Linked DNA regions of Arachis hypogaea: region 2 is linked to region 1. Evidence: chromatin contacts called from public Hi-C data. All regions are on one chromosome and are shown on one strand. The core of a region is the stretch at or near the end of the contact, and the rest is flanking DNA. Distances in the headings are between cores, read along the strand shown.

What was found. Hi-C and Micro-C count contacts between places; a contact is called where the count stands out from the background.
Region 2: a Hi-C map of an unstated tissue shows a contact between it and region 1, with 4 times the contacts expected there. The contact joins the enhancer-like site here to the promoter of LOC112704124 in region 1. A contact is called at or near these places in 2 of 8 Hi-C or Micro-C datasets (leaf and an unstated tissue).

Annotation. Positions count from the first base shown.
Region 1 is chr7:69,945,048-69,952,120 of arahy.Tifrunner.gnm2.J5K5, forward strand. It overlaps LOC112704124 (protein EPIDERMAL PATTERNING FACTOR 2-like), which reads left to right and starts at 3,196. Exons shown (of 3, transcript XM_025755668.3): 1 at 3,196-3,467; 2 at 3,881-3,930; 3 at 4,138-4,564. The coding sequence starts at 3,368. The coding sequence ends at 4,332.
Region 2 is chr7:70,061,936-70,068,774 of arahy.Tifrunner.gnm2.J5K5, forward strand. No RefSeq gene overlaps it. Among protein-coding and RNA genes, the nearest start is that of LOC112704357, 37 kb to the left of the region's middle. Within about 2 kb of position 5,241, at least 2 of the 3 cell types and tissues checked have open chromatin away from gene starts, as enhancers often do.

The DNA.
Region 1 (7,073 bases), core at 1,946-4,445:
TTGAGGTATGCGTAGAGCGCATATTTAATTGAAGAAAAAGTTCACAAATCATTAAAACATAAGCTTGAGCAATTGATGATGAAGCAAGAAAAAGTTGAAAAATTAGGCGTATTTGATGAATCCATATTTGATTATGATTTTTGGTTGAAATTGAATGGATTACATCATATAAACTTGCACTTATTCCCTTGAATAAGATGATTTTGAACTTCCCTTCCAATTTGTGCTTGATTATGAAAATATGCTCTTTTGCGCCTAATTTAATCCTCTTAGAGGCTTTTTGGAGAACTAGCCGATTACTTTATGTCTGTTGGGATATTTTGGTATATACTTATATGCATGTATATATGTACATGTTCTCTGGCCGGCCTTAGCTTCGTAGGTCGAGTCTGGAGCTTGATATTCTGCACCTTTTGACTTTTTGCTCTTATTATTTATATATTTCTTTGTTCTTATTCATATTTAACTGCACCTCTTGTTGATTATCTAATAAAATTGTTTTATTTCTTAACATCTCTGCTAAATTCTAATCTCATTTTGAACGTTTAAAACGTTCTACTAATTTTGTCTTGAACATTTTATTTTGTACTATCTTTTTTTCTAATCAAAATTAAAATTTTCTTTCAAAAATATAATTTTTTCTTTATTTTATTTTTTTATCAAATTATTCTGCTATTTTTATTCTCAATCATTATAATTACTACGACTATGACTGCTAAAATTTTTTTGTTCTGTTATTGAAAAGAGGAGGAAGGGTGTTTTTGTTTTTGTGAAAAAAGAAATAATTTTTTATCGTACAATTAACATAAGGCAAAACAAGTGAGATAAAAAAAATATTTCAAACATTAGGAACAAAATTAAAGTTTAACTCAAATATTAGGAATTCAAATAATAGTGTTTTATTCACAAATTTATTTTTTCTCGAACACATGCTAATCAATATTTGAAACTTGGCGGACAATAAGCAAAAATCATACTTGAACTTATGGTTCGGTTCATGATAAAAATTAGTTTGATCAGATTAACCAAAAATTAGCCAATCAATTATGAATAAGTTAATAAAAAACCAGAAAAACAAATAAAAAAATAATAAATTAATTGAACTAGTATTTTTTAGTAGTTAATTAATTTTAAATTATAAAATATAAAAAATATTTTAAAAAAATATATTTATATATAAGTATATAAATTAGTTCGATTTCTTACTCCATAAATTCGATAATCAGTTCGATTTTTGAAATATTACTTGAACCCAAAATATTTTAAAAAAATCTAGCTTATATTTGGCCTGAACATTCAGGTTATGTGTAGTTTCATCATTCTGTTTTATTTTAATTTAATTTACCATCTTCATTTGTTTTCACTTTTCAAACAATCAAAAGTGTGTCTCAATTAATGCCATCATTCAAACCAACATTTTCTGCTCCCTTTCCTCTGATAGGTGAGCCCTACTAGTGATGCCTGCTGAGTCCCCAATCTGTTCTCCCTCAAAAAGTGTGGAATTTATTATTCAAAATTCATAAATGCTTTTTTTTTTGACTAAATGCTCTTCTTTTAATACAGGAGTCATGCTATCACTCTTGAATTTAAATTGTCATTTTCTAATGTAATTTTTTTAAATTACCCTTCAGCTTGATTATTCTTTTTATGATGATCGGAAAAAAAAAATTCATTGCAAGAATAATTTCAAATAGCATGGTATTATTAATTACGTATAAAAATATGTACAAAAATATTTTCACTCACGTAACTAAATTTCGAAGGTGATATTTTAAATTCACGATTTTTACTATTTTAGTTTTCTAAATCTAAAATTCACTATACTGATATCGAAATCTAACTTCAAATACCATATTGGTCTCCAAATTTTTTCTGAAGTTGAGTCAACAGACAAAATGTTGAATTAGTTCTGACTTATCATACTAGATAAAAGGTTAAAAAATAAAAGAAGATAAAATGATTTGCACATTATATAAACTCTTTTTCGTCTTCTCGTTTTTTGTCTTTTTTTTAATGATAAAACAAAACGATGTCGTTAGTCCTGTATTTAGAGTGACAAGTCAAATATAACACAGTATTTTTTTCACTTGATCAGTATTAGAAAAGATCTAAGAGTTATTATAGTGTTCAAACTCTAAAACTGGATCTTGGGGATTAATATACTGAATTTTGAATTTAAAAAATTAAAATAATAAAAAAAACATAAATCATTAAAATTATTGTAAGGATTTAGTCCACTCACATTGTAGCATGCAATTAAATTCAATTACAAAAAACATGACTTTTTGGTTTGATATTTATGATTGCTTTTTATTTTATTATTTTATTCTATAAAATACAGGCTGATCACCAATCAAAGCAATTAATTTTTAAATAATTTTTTAATTGATGTAATTCACCATAATACATAATTGCAGTGATGTGTAAGTATATAACTTGGTCTGCTTTTTGTAAAGTTCGAAAGCAGCTATGGTATGCAGGAGAAAATGTATAACGCTTTTCACAAGCTTCTGAAATATAAAAAAACAAAAAAAAAAACAAAAAACAAAAAACAAAAAACCAAAAATATTACTTTGCTCAACATGTGAAAAGCTCAGAGAGACAATATGTGTAACAGATTTTCTTCACAATATCCGAAATCCTTTTCAAGAGGAAATAAGGTTGTGAAGGTGTGGTCTATATATGTACACTACAAAAATATTATTTATACACTAAAATTAGCCAAATATACTTTGAAGACCTATTTTGATAGAATTCTCTAATTTAAATCTATATTCAAATTTTTTAACTCACCAATCACTCTATTAACCTGCTTGTTAAGGTTAGTAAGTTAAGGTTAATAAAGTAGTAATTTGCTACAAAAAAATAAATATTTAAAATTTTAAAATTTAACGTATTAGATCCTTGCTTTTCTTAGTGACCTTAACAAATATTGTCAGGATAGTTATTAGTAAAATTCTAATAGTTAGTAACAAACAAATGTTCATTTATTAAAAGAATTAAAAAAAAAAACAAAACACAAGGGAAAACAAAATTGGAGGACTCAACAAAAACCTGTGAAACCTTTAATTAAAGTAGGCCGTGTATCATGTGAAATGGAGCAGATGTACCACATTGCTCATTTAATAGGATCTCTTTGCATCTTCATCATTATTTCTCTCTATATATATGTATATGTGTAACACAAATCCTATTAACTCATCAACAAATCAATTCCATCTCAAAAGTACACCCTATCCTATGCTTTTTGCTTCTCACTTTCTCACTAGACTCCATATCCTCTAGTAATGAAAAATTGAAAAATAAAAGAATAAAAAAATTTCCAAGTCATTGTTAAGTTGGGAGAGTATTAGTAGTTGGTGACATTATGAGCACTTTGTCACTTGGAACCCACAAGTTTTTCCTATTTGTGATCTTCTTCATGTTGGTTTCCATTGGTTGGAGCCGTAGGGTGATTCCAAATAATGGTAAGTCAAATGCTCCTTTCCTAATTACCAATTTACTATCATTTCCCCCCCCCCCCCCCCCCCCCAGTTGACAAAGTTAATTGTGATTTTTTACCGTATATTATTTATGTAAAATTAATATATATAAAAGAGAAAAAAATTAGATAGTCAGAGATAACATAGTCCATTCCATCTATAAATCATAAGATAGTAAAATCATGAATATTTTTCAAGCAAGTTGAACATATTTCAAAATTTAAATATAGTTTAAAATTGAAATTCCAACTTCGAATTATCATTTCAAGGATCATATTATTTAAGAATTACAAAACTAATAACCTTTTATGGTTGTCACAATGTTCTTATTAAAAGGGTCTTAGTGCTACAATTTATTTTTAATTTCTTAACAGGTAACTTTTTCTCTTGTTTTGCAGTTAAGTTGAATAACTTGCAAGAGGAGGTAGCAGCAATTAGAAATAAAAAGGTTCAATTCAATAGTTTTATTACTCTCTGTATTCCTTTTTGTTTGTTATTATAATAATCTATTACCAAATTTAAAATAAAATAAAATAAATGAAGCGCATAATGTTATGTTAACTCACTTGTCTGCTTTCAAGACATATGGGATTGGATGGGATTATTTAATGGGTTCTGTATAATTTACCAAACAACCTGTATGTGACTTATGTAGGAAGAAGCAAAGGAAGATGTTGTATTGGAACAGAGTTCAACTGGATCCTCCATACCAGATTGTTCCCATGCATGTGGACCATGTTTTCCTTGCAAGAGGGTTATGGTTAGTTTCAAGTGCTCAATTGCAGAGTCCTGCCCTATAGTTTATAGATGCATTTGTAAAGGGAAATACTACCATGTACCTTCAAATTGATTGTTCATATTAGTCACTCCCTCCATTCTATAGGATCTGGTCATTTTAGTATATTCATAATTTAATCTAGTATATTCATAATTTAATGTATCTAGATACACAAAGTTATGAATATAACAAATTTTAAATGTGACGAATATTTTAAAATGTTGGGAGTTAGAATAATATTGTCAGACTGTTTCGTGCCGATTAGATATAGATTAGTAATACAATTAACTAACTCGTTCAAATATTATTAATTCTATCACTTACTTTTTGGCGAAAATTCTAAGCGCTCTAGCAATTTTTTTTCCCTCATTTTAAATTAAGTCTAGGGTTATTGTTGTCATTTTCAAGTAGAGGATCTGGGTTTTGAAATTTCACCATTTTGGGCTGATTAAATAGGTTAGGGAGGTGGGTAATGTGCACGAGGAAGAATAGAAGAGTGAGTAGCTAGGACAAATTTTGAGGAGAGTTTGTATAGTAGGATGAAGCTTTGGCTATATATTAGGCTTGTTCAATTTATTTTCTTGATTAATAGTGAATTCGTTAGCATCATTGAGACCTCCAGTACTCCATGGTACATCCTTCTGAATTTGTAATTGAAGAAAAAATAAATAGAGGTGAGATATCAAAATTCAAAACACCAATAAAGATATCACTTTTTTTTTTTTGTCGTAGAAACCACTCATACACAGTAACCTAGTCACCACTAATTAGGACGTCAATGTAATTCAGGCCCATCAGCATTTTCTGAAATTTGTGAGTAGCTCATTAAAATGGGCCATATAAAAGTTTGTAATATGAACAAATAGGCTAGAATGCGTCCAATTATTCTGGTTGGGCTTATTATGACCTTCAAAATTTTTTCAGCTTTTCTTAACCGTAAACAAAGAGTTAATAGTCAAAATTGCGATCTCCATTTTTATTCCTGAAAGATAAATTTAAAATTAATCACGTTAGTTCTTCCGTTTATTCTGTCACAAATAACGTTAACTTTGTTGATGTGGCACGTTAGTTTTTTTTTTTTTGTCTTTTTGGTCATCCAAAAAACAGAAACAAAACACTAATTACCCAGAATCCGACCCACCCGTACCCGCCCCGAAAATCCCTCCTCAACCCATCTGAGATTTTGAGTAGCTTCGAGCCTCCATTTCCGTCCCGCTGCAACACAACCCCCGCAATGGTGGTTCTTCAAGTTTTTTCATGCTACGCACCGTCTCCAGTAACCACCACCGTCGTTGCCAGATATTACAGAGATACCACGCCTTGCCTGAATTTCAACCTCCGTCATCTATCAAGCGTCTTAGAGTCTCTGCTCCACAGCTGCTGCCACCGCCGCCGCATCAATGGTATAGTGCTCGCTTTTCACCCCCAATCCAATTCGGTGCATGTCAAAATAAACAAAGGAATCAACATAGCATCATCACATTCTCAAACATGCAAAATAATTAACCAAGAGAAAATGTTTAATTTTAAATGTTTAAGCAAAGATAAGACCTCGTTCTATGAACAAAACCAAGCATGCAAAAATGCAACCCAAAGATAAACAAAAAAATTACTAGAATAAAAAACACAAAAACAAAAGCGCATGATCGGTGTACCATGAATGATCACACCACCACACCTGATATTCCCCAAAAAAGGCAAAATCTTTGGACACAACAGTTTCAGAAAATAAAAATTTCACACGAGATGATATAAAATAGTAGTAATAAAAAGGAGCTACAATGATAAAACATACCAGTGTGGTGAAGGAGTGATATAAGTTTAAGCACCAAGAATATTTGTTAAATAACCCTAACAAAAGCGACAGAGAGAAGAAATACCGTTTTCACAGAGACGACCTCCAAAATCCAAACTCCAAAGTAAGTCAGATCTCTCTCCAAATGTGAAAGACTTAATCCAAACCGATAGTAGAAAAAGACAGCAGCTGTGGAGCAGGGGCTCTAAGACGCTTGATAGGTGGCGGAGGTTGTGTTGCAGCGGGAAGGGAATAGAGACTTGAAGCTACTCAGATGGTTAAGGAGGGATTTTTGGGGTGGGTACGGGTGGGTCGAGTTCTGGGTAGTTAGGGTTCTATTTTTGTTTTTTGAGCTTAATAACCTATGATAAAAAAACAAAAAAAAACTAACATGCCACGTCAACAAAGTTAACGTTGTTAGTGACAGAATAGACGAAGGGACTAACGTGATTAATTTTAAATCTTTCGAGGATGATTTTGGTTAAATTTATATTTCGAGAACGAAAATGGAGATCGGGATATCTTTTAAAAACGATTTTGACTATTAACTCCGTAAACAAAGGCTACATTCCAATTTTAGACCAAAATTGTTGTTCAAATTTGACTAAAGAATCGCGTGAAACTCGTTCTAATATATTCTTTAGATCGAAAAATATCTCTTTTGGAATAATAGTTGACTCAGATATTAACCCGAAAAGATCACAAAAAACATGAAACTATTGGACGTTAATTTTGGGACCTAAGAAAGTAATGATCCAAACAGTCGTTTATTTTTTTTTTCATGATCCAGATAGGAGTACAAAACTAAACGGAGCATATATTTGAGAGCCTGAAAGAAAAAAGAAAACACATGTTTTATAGGTTTTTGGTCAAAAAAGAAAACACATGTTAGAGAGGCCACTTATGATAAACGTTGCGCTTTTTTCCCCAGTAAGTTATTGATTCCAAAATCGGAGGAAGACCCAAATAAGAGCACAAACCCAAACTTAAAATGATAAAAACATCAAAAGAAGCCACA
Region 2 (6,839 bases), core at 3,991-6,490, 120 kb after region 1:
ACCCTTACCCTAACAAGTAAGGAGAATCAAGCTGATCACACTAAAAGAAAGCTTGTTAGGAGGAATTCAAATCTGAGGGAACTAATCTCCTCCTCTTCTCCCATGGAGTCATTTCTGTTAACCAACTAGAAGAAGAGGAAGAAAGTTAGCAATCGAGTGTCAAGCTAATGACATTAAAGAAGCGCTTGTTAGGAGGCAACCCAACCATGAGTAGAGTATTTGTGTTCTTATTTCTTTTGTTTATTTTAATTTGAGTCTATTTTAGTTTATTTTTAGAGCTTTCCCTTACTTTTTAATGTTTTTGATCATGTGCAGTAGTTAGAACAGAAATAGAAACAGTCAGAGCTGAAAATAGAACACTATGAAGTAGAGACTTTGATGTCGTTGAACGCCAGACAAGGGGGCCAGAGTGGGCGTTCAACGCCCAAGAGGGAGCACATAGCTGGCGTTGAACGCCAGCTAGTGAGCATGAAGCTGGCGTTGAACGCCAGCCAGGGGGCAGAGACCTGGCGTTGAACGGCAGGAAGGAGCACCCCAATGGGCGTTCAACTCCCTATAAGGAGCATTAAGCTGGCGTTGAATGCTAGCCAGGAGCAGGATCTGGGCGTTCAAAGCCCACAAGGGGGCAGGGAATTCGAATTCCCTAGCCTTCTAGGACCAGTGGGTCCCACAAAAACTCCACCTATCCCACCTACCTCACCTTCTATCTCTCCCTCTTTTTTTCATTCTACTCCCTCATTCCCAATTGTTCATATTTTCTCATGGACGAGCAAAACTCTTAAATTTGGTGTTACAAAAGTTGTTTTTTGACTTCTACCACTCCTAAGTATGTCACCTATGCAATTCAGCCAGAATTTTCATAGAAGGAGACATCCCCATTAAGGAGGACAAGCTCATCACTAAAAGAAGGATGGAGCATGTTAAGAGAAACGGCACATAGATCACAGCAAGACCATATGGAGCCGCCTCAACAAAAAATCCCTGAGATACCTCAAGGATGTATTTTCCTCCCCAAGGTTATTAAGACCAATTGCACACTTCTCAAGGAAAATTGAGCTCCAGCATGGATCAACTAATGATGGGACATCAAGAACACTCCACCATCCTCCATGACATAAGTGAAGATCAAAGAGCCATGAGGGAAGAACAAAGAGCTATGAGGGAAGAACAACAGAGCCAGGGGTGTGACATAGAGGAGATCAAACACTCCATTGGATCCTTTAGAAGGAGTAGTAGCCACCATCACTAAGGTGGATTTGTTCCCTTTACTCCCCTATTGCCTATGTTATTTTTCTATTTTCGATGTATTTTGTTTTATTGTCTGTTTCTAGTGCATGATCATATGTCTTTATGTCTTAAAGCTAGGAAATATTCCATGAATGTCTCACCTTGCTTAAAAGAAAAATTATTTTATTGAAAAAGCAAAGTAAGATGCATGAGTTTCGAGTTTTATATTAATAATAGTTCAATTATTTGATGTGGTGGCATTGCTTTTGTTTTCTAAATGTATGAAATAAAAAGTGGATATTTGATGTTGGAGTTAAGAATATTAGCTCTTGAAGGAATGAGGATAAAAGTAAAGTATTACTGGTGATCTGAAAAATTCTAAAATTAATTCTTGAAGCAAGAAAAATCAAGAAAAATTCTAATATATATATATATATATATATATATATATATATATATATATATATATATATGCGGAAAAAATGCGAAAAAATATAGCAAGAAAAATAAGCCAATAGCTCTTTAAACCAAAAGGCAAGAGCAAGGATCCGAGACTTTGAACATCAATGGTTAGGAGACCTAAAAGAAATATCATAGCCTAGGCAGTTCAAATGAGCTACTTCCCTAACTATATGCTTATGGTGTGAAGGTTTCAAGTGAAAAGCTTGAGACTGAGCAGTTAAAGTTGTGGTCCAAAGCAAAGAGTGTGCTTAAGAACTCTGGACACCACTGGCTGGGGATTCTAGCGAAGTTGAATCACAATCCGAAAGGGTTCACCCAGTTAAGTGTCTTTGGCATTTATGTATCCGGTGGTAATACTGAAAAACAAAGTGCTTAGGGTCACGGCCAAGACTCTAAAGAAGCTGTGTTCAAGAATAAAAAAGAACTTAACTAAGAGAATCAATAGTATCATCTAGATTCTAAGTTCCTAAAGATGCCAACTATTCTAAGCTTCAATGGAAAGTGAGATGCCAAAACTATTCAGAAGAAAAAAGCTACTAGTCTCGCTCATCTAATTGAAACTGAGCTTCATTGAGAACACTTAAATTTATTGCATCCTTCTATTTCTTTTTATCCTACTTTGTTTTTGGTTGCTTGGGGACAAGCAACAGTTTAAGTTTGGTGTTCTGATGAGCGGATATTTTATACACTTTTTGGCATCAATTTCATATAGTTTCCATTATGTTTTGTTAAAGTTTTATTATGTTTTCATAGGTTTTATTGCAAAATTCACATTTCTGGATTCTACTTTGAGTTTGTGTTTTTTATGGTGATTTCAGGTATTTCTGGCTAAAATTGAGGAGCTTGAGCAAAAGTTTGATTCAGAGACCGAGAAAGGACTGCAGATGCTGTCAAGATCTGACCTCCATGCCCTCGAAGGAGCTTTTCTGGAGCTACAGAAGTCCAAATAGCATGCTCTTAATGGCTTTGGAAAGCTGACGTCCAAGAATTTTCCGAAATATATAGTCCATACTTTGCTTTGGAAATGAAGGCCCAAAACTGGCATTCAACGCCTGCCACCAGCCCCATTCCTGGCGTCTAGCACCCACAGGGGAGCAGTTGGCGTCCAACGCCCAAAAGGGAGTCCCTAGCCAGCGTTCAATGCTTTTAAGGGGTACTAACACGTGGAGACACCCTTGGCTCAACCCAAACACTCACCAAGTGGGCTCGGAACGTGGATTTTTGCACTACAAGACTAATTTATCTGATTTCTGTAATTCTTAGTTAGCATTTTAGTATTTATAAGAGCAGATCACCCTTGTTCGGAATCTTCTTCTCCCCCATTCGAACCTTTCATATTTTTTTTTTGTATAACATGAGTCACTGACCTCCTAAGGTTAAGATTAGGAGCTCTACTGAGTTTCATGGATCAATAATATTACTGTTTTCATTCAATATGTCTGATTCTATTCTCTTATGCAACCTCGTTCTTCATCTTATGAATTGAGGGTGACCCGTGACAATCACCCTTGTTCTACATGGGTTCCGTGCGATTCCTGACTCGGATTGTGTTGAACTAAAGCTAGAGATTACATTGCGGATTCCAATAGAGTATCTGAGCAATATTGGATATGTGACATATAATCCCGTTGACTATGGGTGTGTGAGGTCTCTGTGGCGTTAAGGCTAGGGTAAGAGAAGCAGCACTTTCTGATCCGAAAGATCTGCCTTGTCTGTGGCACCTTGAGTAGGATCGTGAAGGGGAGTGGATTGCTTAGAGCTTCATCTTCTGCTACAGTGAGAAACCTAAAGGTGGCTTGATAAGAGGACATGAGTTATCTCAACGTGGTGGATTGCTGCAGTGAAAGAGGTTAACTTGATGAGAGGACATGAGTTAATTACTTATGAGTGTTATTGAATGAATCAGAAGGTTATTGAAGAAGACAGTAAGAAAAGTTAATTCGGAAAGACAAAGCATCTCTGAAGTCTCAACCATTTTATCACCATTGAATTCCTATCTACCTAGTAATATTCTATTTATCTGTTTTATATGTTTTTTGTGACAGACTATAATTTCTATCCACCTAACTAAGATCTACAAGATATCCACTACTTGTTCAAACTAACAATCTCCGTGAGATCGACCCTGACTCACCTCAGGTATTATTTATACGACCCGGTATACTTGCCAGTTTATCTGTACGAATTATGCGAAGCCAGTTTCATGCACCAATACACAAAATGAAATCCGAAATCTCAACACTTACTTAACCGAACTAGTGAGTGTTGCTTTGCATTGTCCATAAATTGGTTCACATAATCTTCGAAGAAATATCCCACATTCAATCACTATGTTAATTTGTCCCTTATTGAAACGGTAGTGAAATCCCATCTTTCTTTATTTTCCCTTATGAATTAATGCCAATTATTCCATGGTGGAATTTGAAAGATGAAAACCTACTCATCCGTGCCATTGAAGAAAACAATTAAGAACCCCATAATACATATGGTCCTACATAGGGACCATCCTCTTAATTAGGATTCCTTGATTGTGGTTGTGGTAGCAATGGCAATGGACATGCATGAGACACAGGGAACGGATGGTTGTGAATACTAAAATAAGTAGGCGACCAAAACCAAATTTTTTGGTTTTAAATTGATGGGCTTATTTAATAGGCCAAGCCCAGTCCAAAGCATGTAGGTCATGTTTGCCATCAAAATATGTTGCTCAGATGAGTTGGAACTTGATCTTAATTGCAACCTTGTCGTCATGATAGTGTGCTCATAATTATTTCTTGAAAATCAGTTTAGCAAAAATGAGAATGCCAGTTTTAATCACGATGCATTTAACAAAAGATAAAGAATAAATCAATAATCTTTTTAATTTAATTTTTTTGTGTCATATTCAGCTTTATTTATTCAATATCTAGAGTAAATACATAACCCACCTCTTTCCATTTTCATGAAAGATCCCATGGTTGTCTGGCTAAAAAAAGGGTGTGTCTCAATTCTCAAAAAATGAATAAATAAAAATTGTCTTGAGTATTTATTTTAATAATATAAAAAATGACTAATTAAATGAAAGCCGAACATTTTTTCTTTGATTTAATGGTGGATATTATCTAGTTTTTACTACCAGAAATATTACTATCAAAGCTTTTATTATTACTAAAATGATTAGAAAATTTTCTTCAAATTACTAAATGAATGAAAAATTATACAGTTTCACTTTTCAATATATATCACAAATAATAAAAACCTGTAAAAAGATAAAAATATTTAAAAAAAGGAAAAAGCAAGGAAGAAAATAATTGTCTTTCATATCTGATGAGAAATTGAGAACTACTAACCTACTTCTACTACTAGTAGTCTACCAATAAAAGGAATAGTAAATGATTCAAGGTTTTGAACGTAAACAAAAAAAAAGTTAAATTATTAGTGGGGCCAAGGAAGAATTTGGTGGTAATCCTTGTCAGAAAGCGTTGATGGTGTCTTTGGTGTGAATCATTAAAGAAAGCAAGTGGGTCGGTGGCCTGTCCTTTTGTACGGGCGTACGGTCCATACGGAAAAACCCACCTTCTTGACAACTCCGCCTAACCTATCTCTTTGGCCCCGCTTCAGTTACGCACTCTCCCCTCTCCCCTCTCCCTGCTTTTCACGCGCCACAGACATCTGCATTTTGCAGCGGCCTGCTATCACTCATCGTCATCATTCAAAACCGAATTAGTAATCGAACAGATCACATTATTAGTTTACTAGTTTACTAATTCAACTCATAAGTTATTGATTCAACCGGTAAAATCGCTCTCACACAAATAAAAAATATAAAATAATCAAAAATTTAAAATTAAAATTTGAAATACATATTTTTATTAATATTTTAAAAACAGTTAAGTCAAATTCTATAAATAACTAATACAAAGATAGACATATAATTAGTTCATACTACTATATAGTATCTTAATATAAGATACAATAAGAATAACAATTTATGAATTATATCCAAAGAATAATTTTAAGGTCTAAATATTTGTATATAATTAAATAATTATATAAATTTATTTTTTTTAGAATAAGTAATTTTTATTTTATTTTTTTATTCATTATCATTTTTTATTTTAAAATTAATTAATTTGTACTTCAGTTAAAAAATGAATTAAGTATTTCTATGTATATATATGTGTGTGTGTGGTATATATATTTTAAAAAGCATTCAAAAAGTTAAAGAAACGGATTAGTGCCGTGGTTGTTAATTTTGTCTTAATTTCAAAAGAGCAAAGTTCGACTTCCATTGCTTGCAATACATTTTTTCTAATCAGCATAACGTCACAACGTCACGCAGGTTGACCATTGACCGCGTTGTTGACCGGACCGGTTCAATTTTGAACCGTGTCAGTTTTGACCGATTTGATCGATTCGTACTGGTTTTGACCGGTTCATTTTCTTAAGCGGTCAATATATTAAAGCGAATCGGTATAAGATCCGATTCACTGGTTTTTTGGTCAAACTGACCGGTCCGGTCCAGTTTTTACAACTATACTCATCGCTATTAATTGAGGTTCTAAAAGCTAGACCATTCGTCAAACTATTTTAATTATTAATTTATTAATTTAACTAATTTAATGGTAATGTAATCAAAAAAATTATTTTATAATTAAATATTAAATAATAAATAATAAATAAATACCTTATCTCATAATTATAGATAGTATAATTGAATCACAAAATATAAAACATTACATCATTATAAAAATCACAAAACACGAAAGTACAATTAATCAATAATCATACGATCTAAACACATTATTATTGTATAAAAATCACAAAATACAACAGCATTACAATAGAGTAGTCATAGCAAATTAATAATTAATTAATCATTCAATAATTTAAATCTAAAATATAATTAAGTCATTAACTCAGTCACAATTTAAGTATAATTGAGCCATAAAACACAAAATAGTAGCACATCACTATAAATAAAAATCACAAAATATAAAACAGTAACACAACAGTTAATCAGTAAACTAAATCAACTAATCCTTCAATGATTCAATCCAAAACAAGAAAATAGAATAACAAATGTACAATACAGCAGAGGAGCAAAGCTAACCATTCAATTATTCAAATTTCAATATGAGTACTACTAGTAGAATCTCAAACAAAAATAA